Linked DNA regions of Mus musculus: region 2 is linked to region 1. Evidence: chromatin contacts called from public Hi-C data. All regions are on one chromosome and are shown on one strand. Each heading gives the region's core, a stretch centred on a gene start, on an enhancer-like site or on the middle of the called end of the contact. The rest is flanking DNA. Distances are from core to core; before and after follow the strand shown.

The links. Hi-C and Micro-C count contacts between places; a contact is called where the count stands out from the background.
Region 2: a Hi-C map of bone marrow-derived macrophages shows a contact between it and region 1, with 3 times the contacts expected there. The contact joins two enhancer-like sites. A contact is called at or near these places in 3 of 15 datasets of contacts at CTCF or cohesin (the NIH/3T3 cell line and embryonic stem cells), 77 of 484 Hi-C or Micro-C datasets (the AML12 cell line, B cells, the C2C12 cell line and 41 more), 4 of 115 datasets of contacts at active chromatin or transcription factors (bone marrow-derived dendritic cells, embryonic stem cells and extraembryonic endoderm stem cells) and 3 of 9 other capture datasets (adipose tissue, embryonic stem cells and liver).

Annotation. Positions count from the first base shown.
Region 1 is chr6:73,017,797-73,024,160 of GRCm38.p6, reverse strand. It overlaps Dnah6 (dynein, axonemal, heavy chain 6), which reads left to right. Exons shown (of 77, transcript NM_001164669.1): 75 at 1,671-1,822; 76 at 2,832-3,054; 77 at 6,316-6,364. Gm20560 (a long non-coding RNA gene) reads right to left here. Exons shown (of 4, transcript XR_001785283.2): 2 at 6,352-6,364. Among named protein-coding and RNA genes, the nearest start is that of Gm20560, 9.1 kb to the right of the region's middle. Within about 2 kb of position 5,105, at least 5 of the 459 cell types and tissues checked have an H3K27ac peak or open chromatin away from gene starts, as enhancers often do. A contact at or near this core is called in bone marrow-derived macrophages, where this site is marked.
Region 2 is chr6:73,150,959-73,157,574 of GRCm38.p6, reverse strand. It overlaps Dnah6 (dynein, axonemal, heavy chain 6), which reads left to right. Exons shown (of 77, transcript NM_001164669.1): 21 at 1,115-1,234; 22 at 2,140-2,320; 23 at 4,810-4,906; 24 at 5,865-6,084. Among named protein-coding and RNA genes, the nearest start is that of Gm24533, 13 kb to the right of the region's middle. Within about 2 kb of position 3,679, at least 5 of the 459 cell types and tissues checked have an H3K27ac peak or open chromatin away from gene starts, as enhancers often do. A contact at or near this core is called in bone marrow-derived macrophages, where this site is marked.

The DNA of each region.
Region 1 (6,364 bases), core at 3,856-6,355:
TGCCAATCTAGGATAATCTAGGATTACTCTTCCTCCATCACCAGAGAGAGATGAAGGGGAGGGCAGAAATAGACGCTCCCTGATAATCTGATCCTTGCCCTTCTCAGGTTTTTATGCATGGGTTTGATTTAGGCTAAATCCATGAATGGATGGCTATTGATGCAGCTCTCCACGTGACACAACCCTCTTATCTTCCTGTCCCTCCCCTACCCCACATATGCTTAAGCTCTAAGCAGTCTCCTCTCTCTAAAACATACTTCCTATTTTGTAGCCCAGATTGCCTTGATTAGCAGCCGAGGCTGACCTTAGATTTCTAATCCTACTGCCTCCACCTCCCTAGTTCTAGGATCGCATGCATAAGCCATCATGTCCCAGTTTCAGGCAGTGCTGGAAATGAACCCAGAGCTCTGTGCATTCTAGGCAGGCAACATCCCCAGCCTAAAAACAAAAACTCTTGATAATGCTTCATCCATCCTAGGGGATTTGGATGGAGAGTACTGGAGAGATCCAGACCTTGGGTGTCTAGGAACCCTATCCTCAGTTTGTCTTATCCCTAATCCCTGGCAAACAGCCCATATACGCAAAATCCTGAGGTTCGGGAGACCTGCCCTGAAACTCCCGCTAGTTTGTCTCTCTTATGACAGGGTGACATGCCACAAACTTAGTCTCTCCCGCTCTTTGGTTTTTGTTTGTTTGGTTTTAGTTTGGGATTTGTTGGTGCTTTTTGTTTGAGTTTTTTTGGTTTTTTGGTTTTGTTTTGGTTTTGTCTGGTTAGCTGTTTTGTTGGTTAGTTGGTTGGTCAGTTTTTGTTTTATTTTGAGGGGAGAGTTGTTTTTGTTTTGTTTGAGACAGGATCTCAACTATCTAGCCCTGGCTAGCCCTGGCTAGCCTGGAACTCCCTATGGAGATCCTGGCCTTGGCCTGGTCCATCCTTGGCCTTGAACTTACAGAGATCTGCCTGACTCCATCTCCCAAGTGCCACCATGCCTAACTTGTTTTATAGTTTTATAGGTGTGTGTGTGTGTGTGTGTGTGTGTGTGTGTTTTCGTGCGCGCACGCGCGCAAGTGCTCAGATGCCTGTGGAGGTCAGAAGAAGGTGTTGGATTCCCTTAGTGCTGAATTTATAAGTGCTTGTGAGCTGCCTGATGTGGACTCTGGGAGCTGAACTTGGATCTCTGCAAGAGTAACAAGTGCTCTTAACTGCTGAGCCATCTCTGCACCTCCTTTGCCCTCTTCTTAATCATGACATGAGCTCATTCATCCCTTGGGCCCTTCACCACCCCTGCCTCCAACATGATTCAGGCTTCTGTGCTCTGTGAACTAATTCCATGTAGACTGTTAATAGCTTGGCTTTCTTTTTCCACTTTTCCCTTACATTTATTTATTTACTTATTTTTTATCGTTTGTTTGTTTGTTTGTTTGGAGGAAAGGCATGCAAAACAGATGTGGAGGTTAGAAGACAACTTGCTGGAGTTGGCTCTCTCCTCCCATGATGTAGGTTCCGGGGAATCAAACGCAGGTCATCAGGCTTGGCAGCAAGTGCCTTGTCATACCACCAGCCCTGATGGGTCTCTACAGAGAGAAAGCTCTCTGATGAGCCACAACCTGGGTTGACAGGGGGGGGACATACTGCAACGTGCTTTGACGGGCCCACCTTTTCATATCTCCAGGGACCCTCCAGAACCACGCTAGAAAATATAATTTGCCTATAGACGAGCTGAGTTTCAAGTATAACATGATCCCAGTCTACCGAGACCAAGCTGCAGTGATAGAATCAGCCAAGGACATTCAATTTGGAACAGAACTGCCCATGGACAAGGAGGTATTGTCTACCCGACTCCATGGCACAGAAGCACCTATCCCACTGTCACTGGATCGTTCGGCCAGCCTCCCCTGGCCCACCACTGCCATTTGCAGGAATGGGAGGAGGGGGTGGGTCTCATTCCCCAAGGCCAGCTCCTCGGCAGGGACTGAATGGGAACTTGGCAAACACAGTCCAATTTATGGAAATATTTTTTCTGCCTAGAGCTATATGATTTAGATTCAGATAGCAGCAGTTACCATCCTACAGAGGCAATATCACAAGACACGGAGGGCAAGATTTCTGGAATAAAATAACCTTGAGTTTGAATCCTGCCTGGTTCTACCTGTCACCTGGCATGTGTGCTGAAACAATTAGCTCATGAATCTGAACTTAGGTGTTCTCATCTGCAGTGGGCTAATGACAGGTCTCTCAGAACGGAGTGGCACATGCCATAGAGCCAACACAGAGTTCACTCACAAAAACCCACTGTAATATTATGGACCAAATCTGTCTCTAGCAGTTACACAGCCCCCCTCCTGGCAGAACTGAAACGCTAGCTGCATACCTCTTCCTTCTATAACCACAGTAAATAAGTAATAGGTATCTGCTAGAGAGGCGGTCCTGATGGCTTTTGCACTCTTCAAATAGTATTGCAGACATACAATTTGTCTTCTAGAAGGGAGCCCAGATTCTGAGAAAAACAGGGGGTCATTCCAGCCTTTGCCTCACTCTGCTTCTCAAGAGGAAGAGAAAAGTCCTTACTCATAATGTTAGGTGGTCTAAAGTAGCCATAATTGGTTTTTCCAGTGGGTAGCTCCAACTCTGCATCCTGGTGGGGTATGGACAGTATCAACTTCAGTACCAAACTGAGCATGAGGGTAGCCCATCCCTCAAATCTTTAGGGTACCCTTCTCTAATAAGGTACTGGTCTTTAGAGGTACTTGTTGAAAAGGTGGGACACGGGCAATACCTCAAACTGTTAATCTCTTCTCCTCTGCTCACCTCTAAACTTCTGAGTTTCTTTCAGTTGCCCTCTCCTGAAGATGGGGTTCTTGTTCATGGAATGTTCATGGATGCTTCTCGGTGGGATGATAAAGACATGGTCATAGAAGACGCATTGCCAGGACAGATGAACCCCATGCTGCCTGTAGTTCACTTTGAACCAAAACAAAACTATGAGCCAGTCCACACACTCTACCACTCCCCACTCTACAAAACAGGAGCCCGGGCAGGAACACTTTCAACCACAGGTGAGCGTGTTCTTAAGATCTGTCCGTGGGGCTGGAGAGATGGTCCAGCAGTTAAGAGCACTACTTGAGGCTCTTATACAGCACCCAGGTTTGATTCTCAGCACCCACAACGTGGCTTACAACCATCAGTAACTCCAGTTCCGGAGGATCCAGTGCCCTCTTCTGTATACCAATGGTACTGCACACGTGTAGGGTACAGGCAGACAAGCAGGCAAAACACCCACATACATAAAAATAAATGAATACTTTCTAATTGTACACATAATAACTAAATAAAAACTTCAATCAAAACCCAAATGTTGCTGGGCAAGGTGGCACACACCTTTAACCCCAGCAGAGGCAGGCAGACCTCCGTAAATTCAAGGCCAGTCTGGTCTATCATAGAAAAGCGGTTTTAAAATGAACTAAGTGGAAAAAGCTGGGTTCCAAAACTCCGAGTGGGCCTGGGCTGCAGTCCTACAAAATGGAAGCGGAGAGAAAGAAAACATATGACATGAGATGTGAGCCGGGGCGAGGGCTCAGTGGTAAAGGCTCTCGTCACCAAGCCTAACAACCTGAGTCTGGTCCCCAAGGCCCACATGATGCTAAGAGAGAATGGAACATTTTACAGTGGCCTGGACCTCCATCAGGAAGCGGGTGAGCATCTGATTGACTTTTTAGGATGTGGCAATTATTAAAACCATTCCATTAGGGGTTGGTTAAGCATTTTAAAAATTGGTTATTAAGCTTCAAGTGTCTACCAATGATTTAATATAAAATTTTATTTTTATGTAATAGTGTACATTTTATTTTATGTAATAGTATACATGTGAGTAAATGTAGTAGCGTCTTTTGGCCAGAAGAGGGCGTTTAAACCTGAGCGTGAGCTCATCCCTGTGCCTAAACCTTCTTCCTTCACAAAGATAGGAGATTCTGGGACTCCTAGTGGAACCAACCTGTTTGTGTCAACAAATATATTGTAGTGAGTGGCAAAGAGGCAGATTTATAGTTACAATTTTAATTTATTGTTAAAAGTGATTTAGGACACACATCATTGCTGTGGAGTGTGGCCCTTATTTAAACTCTGAATCTAAGTAACTGTCAAGTACCAATATAACATATACATATATATATGTGTGTATATATATATATATATGTGTATATATATATGTGTGTATATATATATGTGTGTATATATATATGTGTGTGTGTGTATATATATGCATATATATACATACAGTGTGTGTGTATAATGAGTTTATACATGTATGTATGCACACTAGAAAAATTTGAACAGCTCTTAGAAAGTAATATTTTAGCTATGATATTTGTGCCTTTAATAGTCAGGATTTAGAGACACATACCAAAATAGATGCAGCAAAAGTTTTTACGTAATATTTCTTCAAAATAATCTACAAGGCATGTGAAGTGTGTATCATGAGATGGATAAGGAAGGACCATTTATGCTTTAATTTTTTTTTCCACAAAAAAAGAAAAGCTAAGCATGATCAAACATGAACAGTGAACCCAGCTAACCTCTGAGAGCGCTCTAACAATTTCTCAGTCTGGTTTAGAACAACACAATAGTACTGTTTTCAAGGCAAGCTGAATTAAAGGCGGTCCAAGTCTCTTGTTAACTGTAGCAGCATGAAGAAGGACGAAAGCAGGTTCCCATTGTGATGAACACCTGAATTATTCTCAGATGTAAAACATGTTTCCTCACTAAGGGGTCCCCATCCACCCCCAGAGTAAGTTCAGCTAAGCCCCTGCGGTGCAGGCCCTGGTCCTGCCTGCAGACAGCAGCTTTGGTGAGCAGGTTCTGTAGTTCTAAAGCCCATTAAATCCCTTCTGTGGGAACACAGCCTTTATTTCTGCATCCTTTTCTTTCTCATTCATCCATCCATCTGTTTTGAGCCGGTCTCACTATCACTACGTAGCCCTGGCAGTTTGGAACCTGCCACGTAGTCCAAGCTGGGCCTCCAGCTCATAGAGATCCACATGTCTATGCCTGCCCAGCACTGTCCTTAACCTTCCAGTCACGCTCCATCCCTCTGTAGTAAGCAGCCAGCCTTTGCTTTCTTGAACGGCAGTCCACTACACAGCATGTGTGTCATGGCCATCCTGTTTGTCAGAAGCACAAGACCTCTGACATCAGCCCTCCAGGATGTCGGCGTAGGGCACGTGACATGAGACACACACACATGTCTGTCCCAATCATCTACCCCTTGGAGGTGCTTCTTGTCTAACTGTGAGCCAAGCAGATTGGACAGTAAATCCCTTAGTAGGGCGCCGGGAGGTTGAGTGGGAGGGGATTTTGGAAGGCAGCTACACTCATTTCTGGCCAACAGGGAATTGATTCTGCTTAAACCCAGTCAGTGGATGCAGGGGTTTAGTTGTATCCTGAGTCTTCCTCCAGACCCAGGGAAGGCCTCACATACTCCAGGCACTGATTGCCTGCATTGGGCCGGCACCCATAGAAGCATGGAGACAAATTTCTGGACTGCATAAAACCAGTAAATACACAGGGAAGGTGTCTAGAGCGGCTTGCCATGCTGTGGCACTGGAAAGCCAGGAATCCAATGGGCCAGAAAGGTGAAAAGGTAGAGGCACCCTCTGCTGGGTCCGAGGCTGCCTTCCCTGATGTCCATTCCACACCGATGGAATCTGAGAGAGTGGTGCAGAAGGAGCCATCGCCATCCGAGGGCACCATCTTCTTCTCAGTGGCCCCGTAGACAGCCACAGAAGGGAAAGAACTCCTGAAGAGTGACTTGCTGCACAGAACGGTTACACACTGAAGACAAAATGCCTGTCCCCGTACCTGTTCATCCCAGGAGCCCAAGAGTTTTCCAGTGTAGGATGGAGTGAAGGAAGGGCAGATAAATAGACGACCACATGTATAGATGCCCTACCTACCATTAGAAACCCCTAAGTCAGGCCTGAATCTCAGCCCAATGCTCCTAGGTTCAACCTACAGAAAACCTGAAACATACTCAGGAAGATATAAGCTCTAAGCCAGAGAGGCCTCAAAGCACCATGTATTCCAAAATCTCCTTTCTTATCGCCCAAAACTAGAACCTTCAGAGGGCTGTGCCCAGCATCTTCAGGTTCAGCCAGGTCTGGAGCTAGAGCCTCTTGACTCTCAGTAATCTTATCTCCGTGAATCCAGAGGTTACTGTTTAAATAACATCTCTTCTTTCCCACCCTGCCCACCCCCACCACCCCACCCCCACCACCACCCCCACCCTCCCACCACCCCACCACCACCCCCATATCATTTCTCAGGCCATTCAACCAACTTTGTGGTGACTGTCCTCTTACCCTCCAAGAGGAT
Region 2 (6,616 bases), core at 2,430-4,929, 130 kb before region 1:
AGCGAGCAGTTCGAGTGCACAGCAGGCTGAGAAGTTAAACTCGATGTTGTCTGTTCAGGTGGATAAAATCTAACCCGTATACTTTGAGCATTAAGTCACTTAAAATCTAAAGGCAAAGGGAAGGGGTCCCACAGCCCAACTTAAAAGACAAAGCCATAGTATAAGAATGGCCACAAGACAGAAATATAGATGGAATTGTTGGTAGAGGGCAAATCAGACATCATTCTATGAATGCTGGTGAACAAGGCAAGTTAAGGGCCGGTTGGCGGGGCTGCAATGAACGACTCAATGTTTCAGACCAACACATTTTTTTAGATTGGCATGTTTTATGAGGGATGCTGTTGTGTGTGGGGAGCAGTCGGGAGGAAGGTGCTGTGAACGCTTCCTCCAGAGGATTCAGCTTCGTCTTTTGACAGATGAAAGCCCACCAGAGTAACTACATTGTATAAAGGGGGTGCCAGTCGCCTAATGTTGAGGGCAAGAGAAGAACATTAAACTAATCAAACATATGCCATTAATGACTGCAGAATCCGGGGCTCAGAGATGGCTTCGTCAGTAAACATTTGCTATACCAGCTTTAAGACCTGACTTCAAGTCCCGCCACTCACACTTTAGAAAGCTGGGATGGAGCAGGGAGGTGATGCGTGCTCACAATCCTAGCACTAAAGAGTCAGAGACGTGTGCATCTCTGGGGCTCACTGACCATCCAGTCTAAGCAGAGTCCTGGGTCCCACTGGGGGATGCTGTCTCAAAACGGAAGTGAGGAACATCATCCTAGGTTGACCTCTGGGCTCCACATGCATGTGCATTTATGAGCATGCGAATTCCTATGCATACAAGGGCACAGGCATGCATGCACTCACGTGCGCGCACACACACACACACACACACACACAGTCTCTTAGTTAAGTGTCCCCTAGTGACCTTTGAGAGAATACACAGGGTTGTAAGCACAGTGAAAGAACAAGCTTTGCAGTTGTCTGTGTAGGAAGCTGTAGGTGGGCCTATAGTACTTGTTCAGATGAGTTATCCTTAAACGGGCCCTTGGAATTGCAAATACCTTGAGCTCAAGGACTCATGCGTCTGCCTGTGTCCTGGCCTCTTCTCCCTGAAGGTCCTACTTGATGATAGCACCATCAACATTGCAACCATTGCCTCATCCCGGTATGTGGGTCCCCTGAAGTCTCGAGTGGATGACTGGCAGAAACAGCTTTCCTTATTTAATCAAACACTGGTAAGTAGGGGCAGTTTCAGCTCCTGGACTCTGATTTGGAGAGCCACAAAGCCTTCGGAAATACTGATTCTGTGGGGCGAGGGACGCAGCTCAGAGGTAGAAGGATTGACCAACATGTACAAAGTTCTGGGTTTGCTCCACAACACCATTATATGTGTGCATATATGTATGTGTGTGAATGCACACACACACATATTGTTGTTTTAATATATAATTCAGAAGTATAGGATTTAATTGTTGACATTATGTTCAGAATGAGAAGAAAGCACACATGTATTTGGCTGTTTACATCATACTGTCACTTTTATCATCATTGGTAAATTATTTTGATAGGCGAAAAAATATCACAAAATTAGAGTTATACATTTGTTAGCAACATAATTATTAGTTAGGTACAATACATCTGGAGTCCCATAGTTGTGTGGGTTAGGAAGTGATCCTGGCTTGTACTGGGTTCCTCTGCTCAGGGAATCCCATAGCTGTGCTATTCCTAAGATATGGCAATCTGGATAACTCCTCACTAAGACTCTCTCCCTGGGTGGTCCTAGGCTGGGCTTGTATGTGTTTAGGAGTCATCATGAACCTGTAGCCCACCTGCCTTTCAAACTTCTGCAGGAGATCATCTTGCCTCCCAACAGAATGCTTCCTCTACACATTTAATCATGAGTCATGGGACCCCTCTGGCTTTCCACACAGCTGACTCGTAATCATCTTCAGTGGAAAGAGAGGGTGGATGGAGTCAGGCTGGACAGAATCTTGGGCTCTTTTAAGAAATTTTGTTTCGAAGAACTTATGGGGCCTCTCCCAAGGAAAAGATGTAGTAATTCCCAAAGCCACAATCTCCAGTCTAACCAGTGATTATCCAGTTGGAAGCTCCAGGTTGACAGTCCCATGTTTTTCTCCAGGAAGAGTGGCTGAACTGTCAGAGAAACTGGCTCTACCTAGAAAGCATCTTTAATGCCCCAGACATTCAGAGGCAGCTGCCTGCAGAAGCCAAGATGTTCCTTCAGGTGGATAAGTCATGGAAGGAAATCATGAGGAAGGTCAACCGGCTGCCTAACGCGCTCCGGGCTGCGACTCAGCCAGGTAGAAACCCCAAGGCAAACAAGTAGAACAGGGAGGCTCCCTGCTTGTCCGACATGTGCATCACCTCTAAAGATCTCACTGGCCAGTTTCGGCTTGTTCACTAGAACGAATTAAAAATATTACCACTTATGCACCTGGCAGTGGTGGACAGACACACCCTTGATCCCAGCACACAGGAGACAGAGGCAGACAGATCTTTGTATGACCAGCCTGATCTACAGAGCAAGTTCCAGGATAGCCAGGACTACACTATTATATATATATAATTTCCACTTGTTGCAATTCAAGTAACAGATCGAAATTGTTTTAAAGATTTTTTCCTAGCATATAGTAATTATACATAATGACGAGTTACACTATGGCACTTTCATGCATGCATGTCATGTATTTTATCATATTCATATTCAGCCCCACTGCCCTCTCTGGTCTTCATCCCACTTCTGCTGATCCCCCTCCAGTCCCCTCCCACTCCCATGTCTTTGTGTGTGTGAACCGACGAGTTCAGTGTTGTTTACAGGATAGCGGCTGTCTTGCTGGTGGCTGCACCACTGGAGATGTCATGTCCTCCCACAGCATCGGGGTTGGAATGTTTTAACAGTGTATACTCACTGAGGTTTACACTCTATACCAAAGCCTTGGACAGCTGGCTTGTCCTATGGCTAATGGCAGCGTGTGACTCTGATGGGCCATAGTCTCAGACACCGTCCCTGCCTCAAAAAGGCAACTTTGTGAGCTATGTTCATTGCCCAGAGATTCTTACAGAATTTATCAGTTGATAAATGGAAATAGTCTTTTGAAATAAAAAAGAATATGATTCCAAAATACATCTGGCCTTAAAGACTTCAAATAAATTAGTATACACCTGTAATAAATCTGATTCCAGCTGATGATAAAGCCATGGAAAATATTAAAGTAGAATAAGGGAGTGTCTATGGGCTAGTATGTGTGTGTGTATGTGTTTGCATGCATAAAAGCATGCATGTAGTGCCCACGTGTGTGTGTGTGTGTGTGTGTGTGTGTGTATGTATGTGTGCATGTGTAAATGTGTGTATGCATATATCTGTGCATGAATGTGCGTGTGTATGTATGTGTGTATGTGTGTATATGTGCATTCATGTCTGTATGCATACATATATTAAAATGGCTTTTGAGCAGAAACTTTCAGGAAAGAGTGAGTAAAAGTTTCTGTGGCTCAGAAGGAGAATTGTTGATGGCAGAGGGAAGAATAAAGAATGATGTGAGGTCCCTAAGATACACACATGCTTAGAAAGTTGCCAGATGGAGTCCCATCTGGGCTGGAGTGGAGTGCTTGGAGATTGAGTCTTGCTTAGGACACAAGGCTAAGACCAGTGTGTGTAAGTAGGTGGCTGGCCACTAGATGGCGCTGTTGACTATATAGGGTCTCAGAAGACACTGATCTGGGATTTGAGTCTTGGGCAGGTAGGAAAGCAGGCAATGTGATCAGTATCAAAGGTACAAAGATGAAGAGTCATGAAGGCCACTGCCTAAGGAGTTCCAGTTTAATAATGAAGAATAATAGCCATCACCACACCTAGCACTTAACCATGACAGAAAACATGCCAATAAGAAGCTGACAAGGAGGGGCTGGAGAAATGGGTTAGTGTTAAAAGCACTAACTGTTCTTCCAGAAGAATGGGGTTCAAATCCTAGCACCCACATGGCAGCTCACAACTGTCTATAACTCCAAGATCTGACACCTTCACACAGACACACATGCAGGCAAAACACCAATGCTCAGAAAATTTAAAGATAAATAAGTAAATTAGTTAACATTTTATAAAAGGAGAGTGGCAAAGAATAGGGATGTTCTAGACGCTGGCTCACGGCCCCCTAAAAGCAGAGGATGCCTGCCAAAATTATTTTAAATTAAAAGCACTGTTCTAGCGAGGTAAATATTAGAAGATTACAATCAACTAAGTGTAATAATTCTTGGGCTGGGAGATGGTTTAGCAGTTAAAGTAATGGCCACACAAGTAAGAAGGCTGGAGTTCAGGCCCCCAGAACCTGCTCAGATACAGGGTGATGGTTGTGGCTCACACGCCATCCATCCCTGGATGCATTATAAAACCTGAAGGCAGAGACAGGGAATACCCAGAGTGAGCTAAGTGAGTCAAGATGGGAACTCTGGGTTTGGCTGAGAGACCCTGCCTCAAAAAAAGGGTAAAGGAACCATCAAGGAAGAGTCTTCATATCAGTGCCAGGCCTTGACTACACAGACACGTGCATAACTGCAGACACACACCCACACACATATACATGTGCTCCTGCAAACATGTATACATACCACATACATGAAAAGAAGAATTTTTTTAAAAAAACTAAGCTTCTCTAACAGTACTCCCATTTTATTATTCACTATTCTACCAAACAAAACAAAGACTTTTAAAATGCTAATATCTTTTGCTTTCATTTGAAATCATATTCTCTATTTTAATACAATTTGGCCAACTTTTTTTTTTTTAATATAGGACTTCTGGAGACTTTTCAAAACAATAACGCATTACTTGACCAAATTCAGAAATGTCTGGAGGCATATTTAGAGTCAAAGAGAGTTATCTTCCCAAGGTAAGTTAAAAGACAACAACAGCAACCTGAGATGTCTTGTTGGGGAGCAGATCGAATGGGGATGCAGATCACACCCTCAGACAGCAGAGACCTGGACAGGAGAGGAGGATACCCATGCTCCCATCCCTGCAGACTTGCTTCAGACCTGTTGGGCAAATACTGAGCTTTGATAACACTCGGAGTGGAGGAGAGCAAAGTTGTCTCTCCTGGAGAGTACAGGGGACCCACAGAACATCACTTCCCACATCCTCAGCTCTGCAGCGTCTCCAGCCTTAACTCTTCTATTCCCTGTGTTTAGTGGGGGGTCCTGGAGTCTGCACCCCTCTCACCATGAGTCCCTGTGAAGCCTGGCAACTCACCTTGCAGTGTTGGCATGATTTGGAAATCTAGAGTTTCAGACAAACCCAGGACTGAAACAATTGCATTTTTAAGGCACACTTGCATCACGTGACCCTGAGTGTGGTCAGGTACAGACAAGCTCATTCTTTACCCATTTTGCTTAAAATGACACAGAAACACATAAAAGATGCCTTATTTCTAAGTATGGCCACGGTACGGTTGGAAATGGTATGTTTGCAGAATCATATTCTGTCACTTTTAAGGGCCCAGCAACTATCTTCAATGGTTAGTGTGCCCATCTGCCCATCAACTCTTCAATGGTTAGTGTGGCTCAAGGCCTAGGAAGACCAGCAGGCAAACCATTGTAACAAGACCCACTGTTATTGATAATTCTTGGAAAAATCCTTTCTGTTGTAGCTACTGGGCCTAGGTGTTTGAGATACATCATTAAAAACCTTTACAAGAACTTCTTTAGGGATACGTGGCCTGCTCCTGATCCCCAAACAAGTGTGATTAGAGGCCCGGGGCGTCCTCCTGGCAGCACCTCGTCTCTTACGGCTACCCAAGGCTGGGCATCGGTCAAGTCAGGCTTCATGTTAAAGTGCCTTTACCTTGGCAGGTTTTACTTCTTGTCAAATGATGAGCTCCTGGAGATTTTGGCCCAGACACGCAATCCGCAAGCCGTGCAGCCTCACCTAAGGAAATGCTTCGACTCCATTTCAAAGCTCGAGTTTGCCCTCATGCCTCCTACAGAAGGGAAAATACCCGGCATGGATACTGAGCCAGAAAAGGTCTTCACCAACGACATCTTGGCAATGCTGTCACCTGAGGGGGAACGGGTAAGGTGCTTTAGATTAATAGTTCCCTGTAGATGAACATGATTACATGTCTGGGACCCGGGGTACAGGTCTCTCATTCTCACCCTGCGCTTGCCAGAGACTCTGCTAGCCCAGCAGTTTTGAGGATAGCTGAGATAAAACTCTCACCCTCAAGGAGCCGGAAATCTAATGGAGAAATTGTCCAGCGACTAGAAGTCACCATGATAATTGCAATGGATGGTCTGTTTGGGGAGTGAACTGGCAAGAAGCAATCAAGGATTAGCCAGCTTTGCAAAGAGGAACAGTGGCTGGCCAAGCGTGCCAGGCCTTTGCCAGGATACCCGGATCAAAATTCATCATCCTCTAATGGCTTCCACAAAATGGAATCACTAGCAGGGTGACAGGGACCTTCAGTTGTATGTAAATGACTTAATGAGCTCTGCGTGAGAGTTTGTTACTTCATCTCCTCTAGAGCTGTGTAGCGCCAGCCTATGGAGAACACCCACTGAGACAATCAAGTATAGGCAGACTGAAGAGCACAGAGGACACACAC